Regions from separate parts of the Hordeum vulgare genome. Here region 2 is linked to region 1. Evidence: chromatin contacts called from public Hi-C data. All regions are on one chromosome and are shown on one strand. The core of a region is the stretch at or near the end of the contact, and the rest is flanking DNA. Distances in the headings are between cores, read along the strand shown. Region 1 has its middle 55 kb from the start of LOC123398604. Region 2 overlaps LOC123398604 (a long non-coding RNA gene).

The links. Hi-C and Micro-C count contacts between places; a contact is called where the count stands out from the background.
Region 2: a Hi-C map of leaf shows a contact between it and region 1, with 2.3 times the contacts expected there. The contact joins two enhancer-like sites. A contact is called at or near these places in 3 of 6 Hi-C or Micro-C datasets (leaf and seedling).

Annotation. Positions count from the first base shown.
Region 1 is chr5H:447,907,765-447,913,570 of MorexV3_pseudomolecules_assembly, reverse strand. No RefSeq gene overlaps it. Among protein-coding and RNA genes, the nearest start is that of LOC123398604, 55 kb to the left of the region's middle. Within about 2 kb of position 3,135, at least 3 of the 3 cell types and tissues checked have open chromatin away from gene starts, as enhancers often do. A contact at or near this core is called in leaf, where this site is marked.
Region 2 is chr5H:447,957,292-447,963,097 of MorexV3_pseudomolecules_assembly, reverse strand. LOC123398604 (a long non-coding RNA gene) reads left to right here. Exons shown (of 8, transcript XR_006610211.1): 4 at 1-406; 5 at 483-632; 6 at 751-1,011; 7 at 1,231-1,480; 8 at 1,636-1,801. Among protein-coding and RNA genes, the nearest start is that of LOC123398604, 5.6 kb to the left of the region's middle. Within about 2 kb of position 3,272, at least 1 of the 3 cell types and tissues checked has open chromatin away from gene starts, as enhancers often do. A contact at or near this core is called in leaf, where this site is marked.

The sequences.
Region 1 (5,806 bases), core at 1,886-4,385:
CACTAGATCGGGATGGGTCGTGATGGGATCGCGAGACGGTTCGTGATGAGATCGCGGGACGGACTGCGATTTGAATCGCGGAGATGTTCGACTACATCAACCACGCTATATACTCTTTCGCTTAGAGATCTACAAGGGTATGTGGATCCGAACTTTCCTCTCGTAGATGACCATCACTATGGATAGGTATTGTGTGTGCGTAGGAATTTTTTTGTTTTCCATGCAACATTCCCCAACAGCTAATCCCAGGTTCTTGACCGGGATCACATCCTAACGATCGTTGTGAAGAAGAAATCCAAATAGAATGTACATTAATCTCACGCTAGAGCATAACTTTATTTGTACCCGCATGTGGCACTGTTGTGGTATCCATGGATCATTGAGACTCTGCAATAACATTAACAAAGATATCAAGACTAACAATACTTAATGAGTTGGAATGTGGTGAAATGGTGAGGTTGTAGCAAACACTAAGCATTTCTAACCATATGGTCCTACAGGTACTAGAACAAGATAATAGCACAACTAGAATGATCAATAAGTGATGTTGAACGCCAATCTAAGAACCACTCATAACCCCATAGTGTCCTCTTCTTGATCCCAAACTCATAAGAAAAGACAATCACACTACACATAGCATGACAAGTTTTAGTTATTAGTTGTAGTTTTCTACAATCGGATGTTATAAATTTTCAAATCGTCCTTAATCGCGGACATGACCTTCATATTTTTTCTTGCTTCCGCTAGAAGCACATATATGCTTCTTATGGAGGAACAAATTTTCAATTGTGCTTTCTTGGAAAGAGAAGAAGTGTGTGTGGTGGGGGGTGCTTCCGGCTCCGGGTTTTTCTTGTGCATTTTTTATTTTGTTTCTCGGGTAGTGAAACTCTACCGATCCTATTCTCGCGAGTGTGCGTCTAAAAAAGGGGACATCCTCATTTGAATTTCTTTCTTTCTATTTTAGTTTTTTATTTTGTTTCTTCTTTAAAATAATTCAAGATTTCAATAAAAGTACCAAAATTCCAAATAATTGGGAATTTTCAAACAAAATGTCCTAGAAATCATAAAATGTGTGAGAATTCAAAACAATGTTCATGTTTTTTAGAAGGTATTCGAGAAATCATACAAGTTCATGGATTGAACAAAGTGTTCATGGTTTTCAAAAAATTGTTCGCATATTCAAAAAATGTTCATAATTTTAAAAAAAAGTACAAACATCAAAAAATATTAATGGATTTTAAAAACAGTTCCACAAAATAAAAAAGAGTTTGTGAGATTCAAAAATTGGTACAAAATTAAAAAAAACTCCATCATATCATAAGAAGTTAATCCATTTCAAAATGGTCTTTGTCAAAAACATAATAAATATTCATTAACTGCAAAAAGTATTCCCAAATTTCAAAATTGTTCGTTATTCAAAAAATGTTCACGATTTGAAGAAATGTTCAGGAATTTATATAAAAATTGAACACTGTTCATGATTTCAAGATATGTTCCAATGTGAAAATATGTTCGAAACAATGAAGAATATAAATAAAGAAGAAAGAAATAGTAATAATAAATAAGGAAAACAGAAAATAAAAGAAATTTAAAATATATTTTAAAAACCAAAGAAAAAAAGGGAAACCCGGAAGAGAAGATCAAGATAAAATGAAGACACGGTTCAGGAAAAGTTGTAGAACTGTTTCCCAAAATGATGAGGAAGAAACCCAAATCGGGCCAGCGCAAACAGAGGATTGGGCGCTCATGGGGGTACGCACACTAACATCCCTGATTTAGTCCTGATTTGAAGATGAATAGTGTATTATTTCGGAAAAGTACATGTATTATTATAATTTAGCCCCTATTATCAAAAATTTGAGTCATTTGGCCCGCTTGATCTTTAATTCCTGGCTTCGCCACTCGGCGAGCGTTCCTTCGGAAGCCTCCGAATGATCACTTCTACGTGCTGCCCCATCCGTCATCACGGGTCGCGTTGTCATGTCTCGCGTTCTGAGTGTTCTTTTTAGAAAAAAATTCATGTGTTTTCAGCTTCTTAGGTGGGGTTTATTCTGGGTGTTTTCGGGGGTTTGATTTTTCATCGGTCTTTCTTAGGTTTTGGACGAATTTCAAAAAATTGCATGAAAAAACATGTTTTTTTATTCTTTCCTAAAAAGCAAGGTTTTTCTTACACGGCATGGATTTGCTTCCGCGAGAGGCACGGCCGTTCCTTTCGAAAAGAAAAAAAATGTGTTTTATTTTTTTCTTCCTCGAGAGGTACAGTTTTACTTTCGTGAGAGGTACAGATTATTTTTGCGAGAGGCACGGCCGTGTCTTTCAAAAACAAAAAAATAACAAAAAAAATATGTGTTTTTTGTTTTTTTTCGCGAGAGGTGCGATTTTGCTTCCGTGAGAGGCACGGTCGTAAAACTCGAAAACAAAAAAAAATATTTTCTGTTTTTTTATTTCACGAGAGACATGGACGTGCCTCTCGGAAACGGGAGCTACGACTGTGCCTCTCGAAAACGGAAAAAAACATGCTTTTTTTGCGAGAGGCACGGTTTTGCTTCTGCGAGAGGAACAGATTTGCTTTCGTGAGAGGCACGGTCGTGCCTCTAGGAAATGGAAATCTTTCGCGACAGCCACGGTTTTTCGGTCGGTTTTTTCATCCAGTTTTTTGTTGAAAAAATAAATCATAAAAACCTATTAACATGGGATCTAGCTTTAAAGATCTCAGCGTAGGGAGTCCAAAGATGAAAACAGTTCAAGATTTGAAAGCACGGCTTAAGAGATAAAACATTTTGAAAATAAAGGATCTAATAAAAAAAGAGAATACTCGCAGATTGAGACAAGTTATAGACATGCAATGCGTCACGTGTCGCAACCTGAAAAGATGTTAATGATCTTTGAGAGGTATACTCTTCAATTAGTGATTTTGTCTTTGGTTTGGGGTTTTGTTTTGGGATTGTCTTTTGTTAGTTGTCTTTTTTGAGACAATTTTGTTAGTTGTTAAGGCTAACATGCTAGCTCAACGAACATCCCTCACTGTTTTCATAAATGGAAAAGGAAAGCCCAACGTGGGAGTTAGTGACTATGGGCGGATCGTGTAAGTCGTGCGTAACGTGTCCCATGTCGACCAGACATGTACCTCGGGAGCTCCTACATGCCGCTCAATGCGGCAGAGAGCCCATGCATCGCACAGCGGGGCGCCCGGTTGGGCCGGCCCAGTTACGTTTCTTTTTTGTTCTTTTTTCTTTTCTTTTATTATGTGAAGAAAACACATTTTCTAAATTTGAAGAACAATTAAAAATGGTGAACAAATTTGGAAGCACGGATAATTTTAAAACACGAATAGTTTTTGAATCTTGATAACAAAATTTTGAAAACAAGAATAATTTAGAAAAACTCCAAACAAATTTGAAAGCGGGAACAACTTTTTATGCACAAACATTTTTTGAATTTTGAGCACAAATTTCGAAACCAAGAACAATTTTCAAAAAATGTGTACAATTTTGAAAACACGGACAATTTTACAAAACACGAACATCTTTTGAATCTTGAGATCAAAATTTTGAAAAGGAGAACAATTTTAAAAAAATCCAAACAAAATTTTAAATCACGATCATTTTTTGAATTTTGAGAACAAATTTTGAAACCATGAACAATTTTCAAAAAATGTGAACAAATTTGAAAACGCAGACAATTTTATAAAACACGAACATCTTTTGAATCTTGAGATCAAAATTTTGAAAAGGAGAACAATTTTGAAAAACTCCAAACAAAATTTTAAAGCACGATCATTTTTTGAATTTTGAGAACAAATTTTGAAACCATGAACAAATTTAAAAAAAGTGAGAAAATTTGGAAGCGCGAATAATTTTTCAAGGCATAAACATTTTTTGAATCTTGAGGACAAAATTTTGAAAAGGAGAACAATTTTTTAAAACCCCGAACATTTTTTAAAACGTGAACAAAATTTTAAAGCACGAAGATTTTCTGAATTTTGAGAACAAATTTTGAAACCAAGAGCATTTTTAAAAAACCTGAACAAATTTGGAAGCGTGAACAAATTGTTTCAGCATGAACATTTTTTGAATCTTGGGAACAAAATTTAGATAAGGAGAACAATTTTGAAAAACTTGAAACAAATTTGAAGCGCGAACACAATTTTCAAACGTGAATATTATTTGAGTTTTGAAAACAAAATTTCAAACCGAGAACAATTTTAAAAAACATGAACAGATTTGAAAGCACGAAAAAAATAAAGAACGAACATTTTATGAATTTTGAGAACAAATTTTGAAACTAAGACCAAATTTTAGAAACCCCAAAAAAATTTGGAAGCACGAACAGTTTTTGAATCTTAAGAAAGTTTTTTGAAACTGAAAACAAATTTGAGTTTGAGAAACTAATTTTGAAACCGAAAACATTTTCTGAAAAATACAGAACATTTTTTGAAGTCAAGAAGATTTTTTTGAAAATTCATTTTTTCTAAATTAAAACATTTTTTGAAACAGAAACCGAAAAAAGGAAAAGAAAAAAATAAATAAAAATGAAAAAGAAATAAACCGGTTCAGAAAACCCTTTAGGCCTTGTTCGGTTCCATAGATTTTCAAGGGGTTTGAAGGGGATTGGAAGGGATTAAATCCCCAACAAGTCAAAATCCACCTCAAACCCTTTCAATCCCCTTCAACCCCCTTGTGGTGGGGATTAACCGAACAAGCCCTTAGAAGTTTTCCAAAATTGAAAAAAATTATCTGAAAACCTCTAGAAGGAACTGCAACCCCTGCTAAGCGATCCCTCTCCTGCTCTGTGCGAAGCCCCGACACGGGTTGGCCTAGAGCGGCAAATAGGGTTTTCCATGTACCGCTCAACTCCCGCATGGTAAACAGGCCCGCCGATTTACTATATTTTCTGTCTTTGTTTTTAATTGCTCTTGAGATGATTCTAGAATGTGCATTAGATTTTTATATTTATTGGTTCTTACCAGCTTTTTGTTTTTTTTTTCTGTTTTTAAATTTCGTAATTTGTGATACTTTTTGAAATTTGGGCTTCTGTAAAATTAGGTAGTACTCCCTCCGTCCCAAAATAACTGCCTTAAGCTTAATACAATTTTGTATTAGAGCTAGTACAAAGTCAAGACAGTCATTTTGGGACGGAGGGAGTATTCTTTAACTCTGAAACTTTTCCTAATTTGTGAACAGTTTTTTAAAATTGGGCAACCTGTTAAAAGTTTCTAAACATTATTTATAATTCGGGAACATTTTACGAATATTTCCTTTATTTGGATTTTTTAGATTCAGTTTACTAAAACTCTGGAACAATTTAAAATTCCGTTTTTTCATTCAGAAAAGTTTTAAATTCGTGGATATGTTTAAAATGTTCAATTTCCAATCTTTTTATAATTTCGAAAAATAATAAATTAGTGTAAGTTTTACAGAATTTCGTTAACATATTAAAATTCCAGCAAAAATGAATAGTAAAGAGGGAACTACAAAAATAAATGATAAAAGAGAAAAAGGAAACTAAATAAACTCCGCCCACATCCGATAGGTGTAGGGGTGAGCGATTTGTCGCCCGGCACCTTGCAGCACGCGGACTAAAAGAGGTCTGGTCACTCCGGCCACTTGTGAAAGAATAAACTTACATTGTTTTATTTTCAACCAATGCCTGATAAATTGGGATTAAAATAAAGCTGCAATAATTTACTTTCTGCAACTTTGCTCTGCTAAAGCACATAAAATAATACAGCTGAAGACGAATTCTTCTTTAGGGAAATGTGAAGCAACCGTGTACAAATTTGAACAAGTGGCTCCAACCTGGCAAA
Region 2 (5,806 bases), core at 2,023-4,522, 49 kb before region 1:
AAAACATAGGAGCATGGCATCGTGTGTTGTTAGTCACATCAGTACGAGGGAAATGATGTCTCTAACACTCAAGCTCTTCTGTGGTTGGGTAGTTAAGAAGAAAAGGCAAAAGCTTCCGTTGTCTAATCTCATGTGACATGTGCAGGCATTCCAAAATAATCCAGTATCATGGTATTTCCAGTATGAGGTTTGCATTGCTGCCTGAGACTGAGTTCTCAAAGGGTGAAGGCTGCCTAGGACAAGAATGCACATGCTTCTTCTTGTTGTTCCATGTGAACTCTGCACTTGTTCTGAAGAAAGGTGATGTGATTGCTTTGTGAATGACCTAAGCCTAATCTGCAAAAAGGGAGTTGGCAGGAATCTTCCCTTGGATGATTATCTTTGTCAGCTCAGAATGTCCCTGCAGGTTTTCACTAAATCCAAATGTTTTTTAAATCTACACATTACACACTAATGCAGCTTTGATATTTGTTTTTCTCCAGGATGTTATTTCTCTTGGTGTTATGTTCTCCTGCCTCAGGATCTGAGCTTGGGATGGAAAGCACAAAATTAATAGGCTTCACATGTCCCTGCAGTTAGCACTCCTGAGTTGCTGACTGTACAGATGAATCTTTGTACCCTTTGCTTGTCAAGTTGAGACTCCTTCATATGTTTTGCATCACTAAGATTTCGCATATTAAAATAGGCATGCTATCCTTGCGAAACTATTGAATATCATTAAATTGATGGTTTGTATTCTTGATCTGACAGATGTTTTAAAGCCCTGCTTTTTGAAGTAGATGCAGCACCTAAGAAAGGTGAAGGCGTGATGACCTTGGACCCCACTCAAACAGGGACCATTCATAGCCTACATGTAATAGCATTTTTGGGCTGCACGGCAATGTCTGAATGCTTCTGGTACGTTTAGGTATTCAACCAAGTAGACTGACTGTCATCACTTGTTTAAGCCATCTTTGGTTTCAGGACATCCTATACCGTTATCCTTCCATACCGAGACACTAACCCGTAAGGGTAAGTACATAGTTGCGTGCTTGGTTAAAAGATATTTTTTTTTCACCTTTGCGTCGATTGCATGATTGTGATCCCTTCTCTTGCTGCATATGATTGGCCTTTTAGCTTTTCCCCTATCACACTCGGCCAATTGTTGTTTAGGAGTCTAAATCAATATAGAAATCCATGTCCAAACATTATGGCACATGCTGAAACAGTAAAGGAAATCTACTTGCACAGGGATGGGGTAGAGCAACAGGTGCCTGGTGGGCAGAGAATGAGCAAAGGAAATCAACACCCTGCCTTGTTAGATATCTAGGCTGGCATGCAACGCTGATGATATCCTTTCGATCGCAGTCGCAGGGGCCTACTCCTTTGGGATTCTTAAGATTCAAGTATCCTTAACTGGTCACCCCAATTATTTGAAACCAAGAAAAGGAGAGGAAAAGAGCACACAACACACACCCAGAGAACGAGGTAGGGCAGAAAGGTAGGACTCTCAGTCTCATCTAAGGTTTGCCTTAATGGCCCAAGAATTGCCCACCCCTGCTAATGTGAGGTGGAAATTTGCTGGACCATCAATTGAGCCAGCCCAATTAGGTCTCCACATGCATGAGTGGGTGATCATGTGTCGAGTTTATGCAGGTTAGCATGCACTTTGTCCGTCGGAAACGATGTATCACTAGGCCAAGGACGCCGGGGAAGGAAGTTGTCTATAAATATGCGGTGCGATGGATAGGGGTTGGTTTGTGCTGGAACTGGAAGCAAGGTAGCTGGGAGCATAGTGGAAGAAGAGAGGGCAAGAGAGAGGCCACCTCGTGATGAAGAGGCTGGTGGTCCTGAGGAGGTGCGAGCCGATCGTGCGGTTCAGCTGCTGCGGCGTGCGGTACGGCGAGTGCCGCCGCAACCACGCCGCCAGCACGGGGGGCTATGCCGTGGACGGTTGCCGGGAGTTCATCGCCGAGGGTGAGGAGGGCACCTTCGGCGCGCTCAAGTGCTCAGCCTGCGGCTGCCATCGCAGCTTCCACCACAGGGTGCAGGTCTACGAGGTTGCATGGGACTGCGAGTCCGACACATCGTCGTCCTCGTCTTCTTCTTCAAGCAGCGACTAGGCTGCTGCCGCTGCCGTCCTCCTCCATCGTCAAGCTGCTGCTGCCGTTGCATCATGTCTGCTCTAGGGCCCCTATGATTAATTGTTAGCAATCCTGTATTTGAAATGCTTAATAACTCAAAGTGAGCATCTCTAGTCTACTCCCCGGTGTCTTGGTTGTTCCCTCCTCCTGATTGTAATCCATGCAAGCTCATGTTATCTATCTATGCATCTACATATTGCTTCTCTGAATCTGTCAATGGCCACTGATCATGTCAACTGCTGTGGCTCCAAACTTTTTCCCATCGATATATACTGCACCTGGCTATAAACAGTTTCCGTGGGATCTGTCTTCTTAATCCACAGTGGCATTTGGCCGGCCACCACCGGGTGTCTTCCTTTTTGTCAGCTCATTGCCCGGATTTGTGTCATCTGAACTTGCAGAGACATACCTATTCTACAAATCCAAGACTTTGCACCATCCAAGCAAGCTCTAGTTCATGTCAATATGTCATGCACACAGCATAGGTACTACTCCCTCCGTTCCTAAATATAAGTCTTTTTAGAGGTTTCATTAGTGGACTTCATACGGATGTATATAGACATATTTTAGAGTATAGATTCATTCATTTTGTTTCGTATGTAGACCCCTAGTGAAATCTCTTAAAAGACTTATATTTAGGAATGTAGGGAGTAATACTGTAGTAGCTAACTCCATTTCACATGCATGCTTCCTCTGCTTAATTGCTTCCTCAGTGGCTGAAATGTTCTAGATCGTGTAGTCTGCACGCCTCCGACCTGAAAGAGTTACATTTTCGTGGGCTTGATTTTGGAGCCAATTAAATGGAGATGATCAAATCACTGGGGGGGGAGTAGCCTGGTCGACACGAATGTTTATTTTGGACATTTATGTGGAAGGAAAAGTTAGATGCGTGGGCTGCTTGGACCTGCCTGCCTCGACAGCAGCATAAAAAGGGCAGCACGACAGCAATTATAGCAGTAATTCGCAGAGATACACACTATGAATAGCTCTAGCCCAGCCAGCCAGCCTTTTCCTTTTCATCTTCCTCTCCTTTTCCCTGGAACCGCTTTCGTGTCCCGTTCCATCCGGCCTTTTGGTCACTCGTGCGACAACTGTTTGTGTTTGGGAGAGCCGGTGACCCCCGGCCGGCTCTTGTCACAGGTCGCCATTGTCGTCGTGTTCCTCGGATCCAGCCTCCGCCATGCACCCGCTTCATCGTAAGTTCATAGCCTTGCGTATCTGCGCTGATAGTTTTGACAGCGAGGAATGGCACTGGCAGCGTGTGGGCAGGCGGGAGGCGGCAACGGACAGGACAAGGGTAAACGAACTTTAAAGGCCACGATAACGGCCAGGCGCGAACCAACAGCACGGCTGCAGAATGCAGACAGTGACGGACGGACGGACGGATGAAGCCCTCTTTGTTTGCATGCATGTATGGTACTAATACTACACGTATGTGGGTACAAATTGTGTGACGTTGATCTGCAAAGTTTCGAATTCAAATGTTCTTTTATTTGGAAGAACTAGCAAATATGCCCGTACGTTGCAACGGGAGACAAAAATATTACGTTATAGCCAAATAAGTATAATATAACTCAATACCTCGACATATGAGCATCCTCTATTTTTTTATTTAACACGGTGTCCCATCATGTTGCCACCTATCTTTTCTCCCATCCTCATTAATGATGGTCATGATGTTCCTGTGATCAAATTTTGTTGATTGATGTTTACTTATCTTTTTTTTTTTCTGAAATGCATGGACAACCTTTTGCACAGTCTATGAACTTTTTAAAATTGGGGAATAATTTTTGAAATTCGTGATTTTTTTAGTTTTTCTCAATGTTGTTTTTTATTACATAGACATTTTCTTCGAATTCATGGATATGTTTTGAATAAATGATCATTATAGAAATCATGAACATTCTATACTTGTTGAATATATTTTTCAAAATTATGAATCATTTTATAATATGTGAACAATTTTTAAAGTTCATCATTTTTTTTAAAACCGTGCATGTTTTATTATTTCCCAAACCTATGTTTCAGTTCCCAAACATTCTATGGTTTCATGAACATTTTTTTTCAGAACTAAAAATATGAAATTTTGTGAAATCATGAATTAATTTAAATAAGAAAAAAATGAATTAATAAAACATGGGCTGGCCCATGAACTTGTGTTTGCTGCTATCAAAAGAGAAAATCAGTGTTCATGTGATCAAGTTTTGTCAATTGATGTAAACTTATCTTTTTTCTAAAATGCATGGATAGTTTTTTTCACTCAGTGAACATTTTTAGAATCGATGGACCTTTTTGTAAATGGGGAAGAAATTTGGAAATTCGTATTTTTATAGTTTTTCTCAACATTTAAAAAAAATCATAGACATTTTGTAAATTATTTAATAATATGCGAACAGTTTTTTAAAACCATCAACATTTTATGAATCCGTGAACATTTTCTGATTTTTAAGCCTTTTTTTAAATTTTCCAAACATTCTTTGATTTCATGAAGATTTTTTTCAAAAAAAAAATGGAATTCAGAAAATTACAAACTAATTTAAAGAATAAAAATATTGAAATAATAAAACATGGGCTGGTCCATGAACCCATGTTGCTATAAAAAGACAAAGAATAGGGGATGATAAAAGATGCATCCCAGGATCGAACCTGGGTCATCCCCGTGGAAGACACGCGCTCTGGCCACCAAGCAACGCCCGTGCTCGTGATTCTTCTAGTTCTCAGATATTAATAACCGCAGGTGACGGCCGCTTTGACAGAAAAAATCAAAACCGCTTTTTCACTTATGGATGGCATAGTGGGTAATTTAAGCCAACTTCAGGGGCAATTTTAATGACGTACGACCAGAAACACTATTTGCTTTATTATTAGGTAGAGAAGAAAAAGGCGATGTTTTTTTCTACATGAACTTTGATGCAAGAATGGACTGTGTTGTGTCCTTGACAACACTACCTCCTTCGAGGCGTCATCTTGGAGGCCCAAACGATGGCTCATGATGCTACGTATGGTTCATGATGGTGTGTTTGGTGGTGGTGATGAGGTCAGTTTGGGGCTGACGGTGGTGTGTTCATTTTCATGTGCGTCTCTTTGGCTGTCCTTCGCATGGTTTCCGTCCTGCATGCTCAAGACCCTGGTTGCCGTTGTGGTGAGCCTCGGGCTCTTGATGTTGTCTCAGTTTACCTTTGCTCATGATGGCGCAATGATGCCTTCCCAACCCGCTAATTGTTTTGATCTTTTATGGCGGATCTTCCATTCGCAAACCGTTAAGGTTTGACAGTCGTTGATTATGGATGATCCTCTGTCGTGTCGTGGGGCTCAGTATGCACGTCGGGCGGTGCGTTAAGTTGTTTGTCGAGTCTTGGTATTGTGGTCCCTCGTGTCAACATCCCATCTACTTGGATCCTCTCGTGGTGTTGGTCTTTCTGCCTGCTAGCTAGGTCATGCCTTTTCCTAGACATCAATTTTTTTCTCATTTCCTGTGAACTTGTTATAGTACGATTTTTGACCCGGTTTTCCTCATAATCATTTTTTTATGTTTTTATTTGATTTCTCTTATAAACTGGACCAGCCAAAGCTTAAGGGGTGATTCTTGACTTTGACAGCTTTATGAGCAATATATTTAAGTGGGGAGGGATCACGTCCCTCCGACGACTTAAGAAAAATGGACGATGACGACTTAAGAAAAA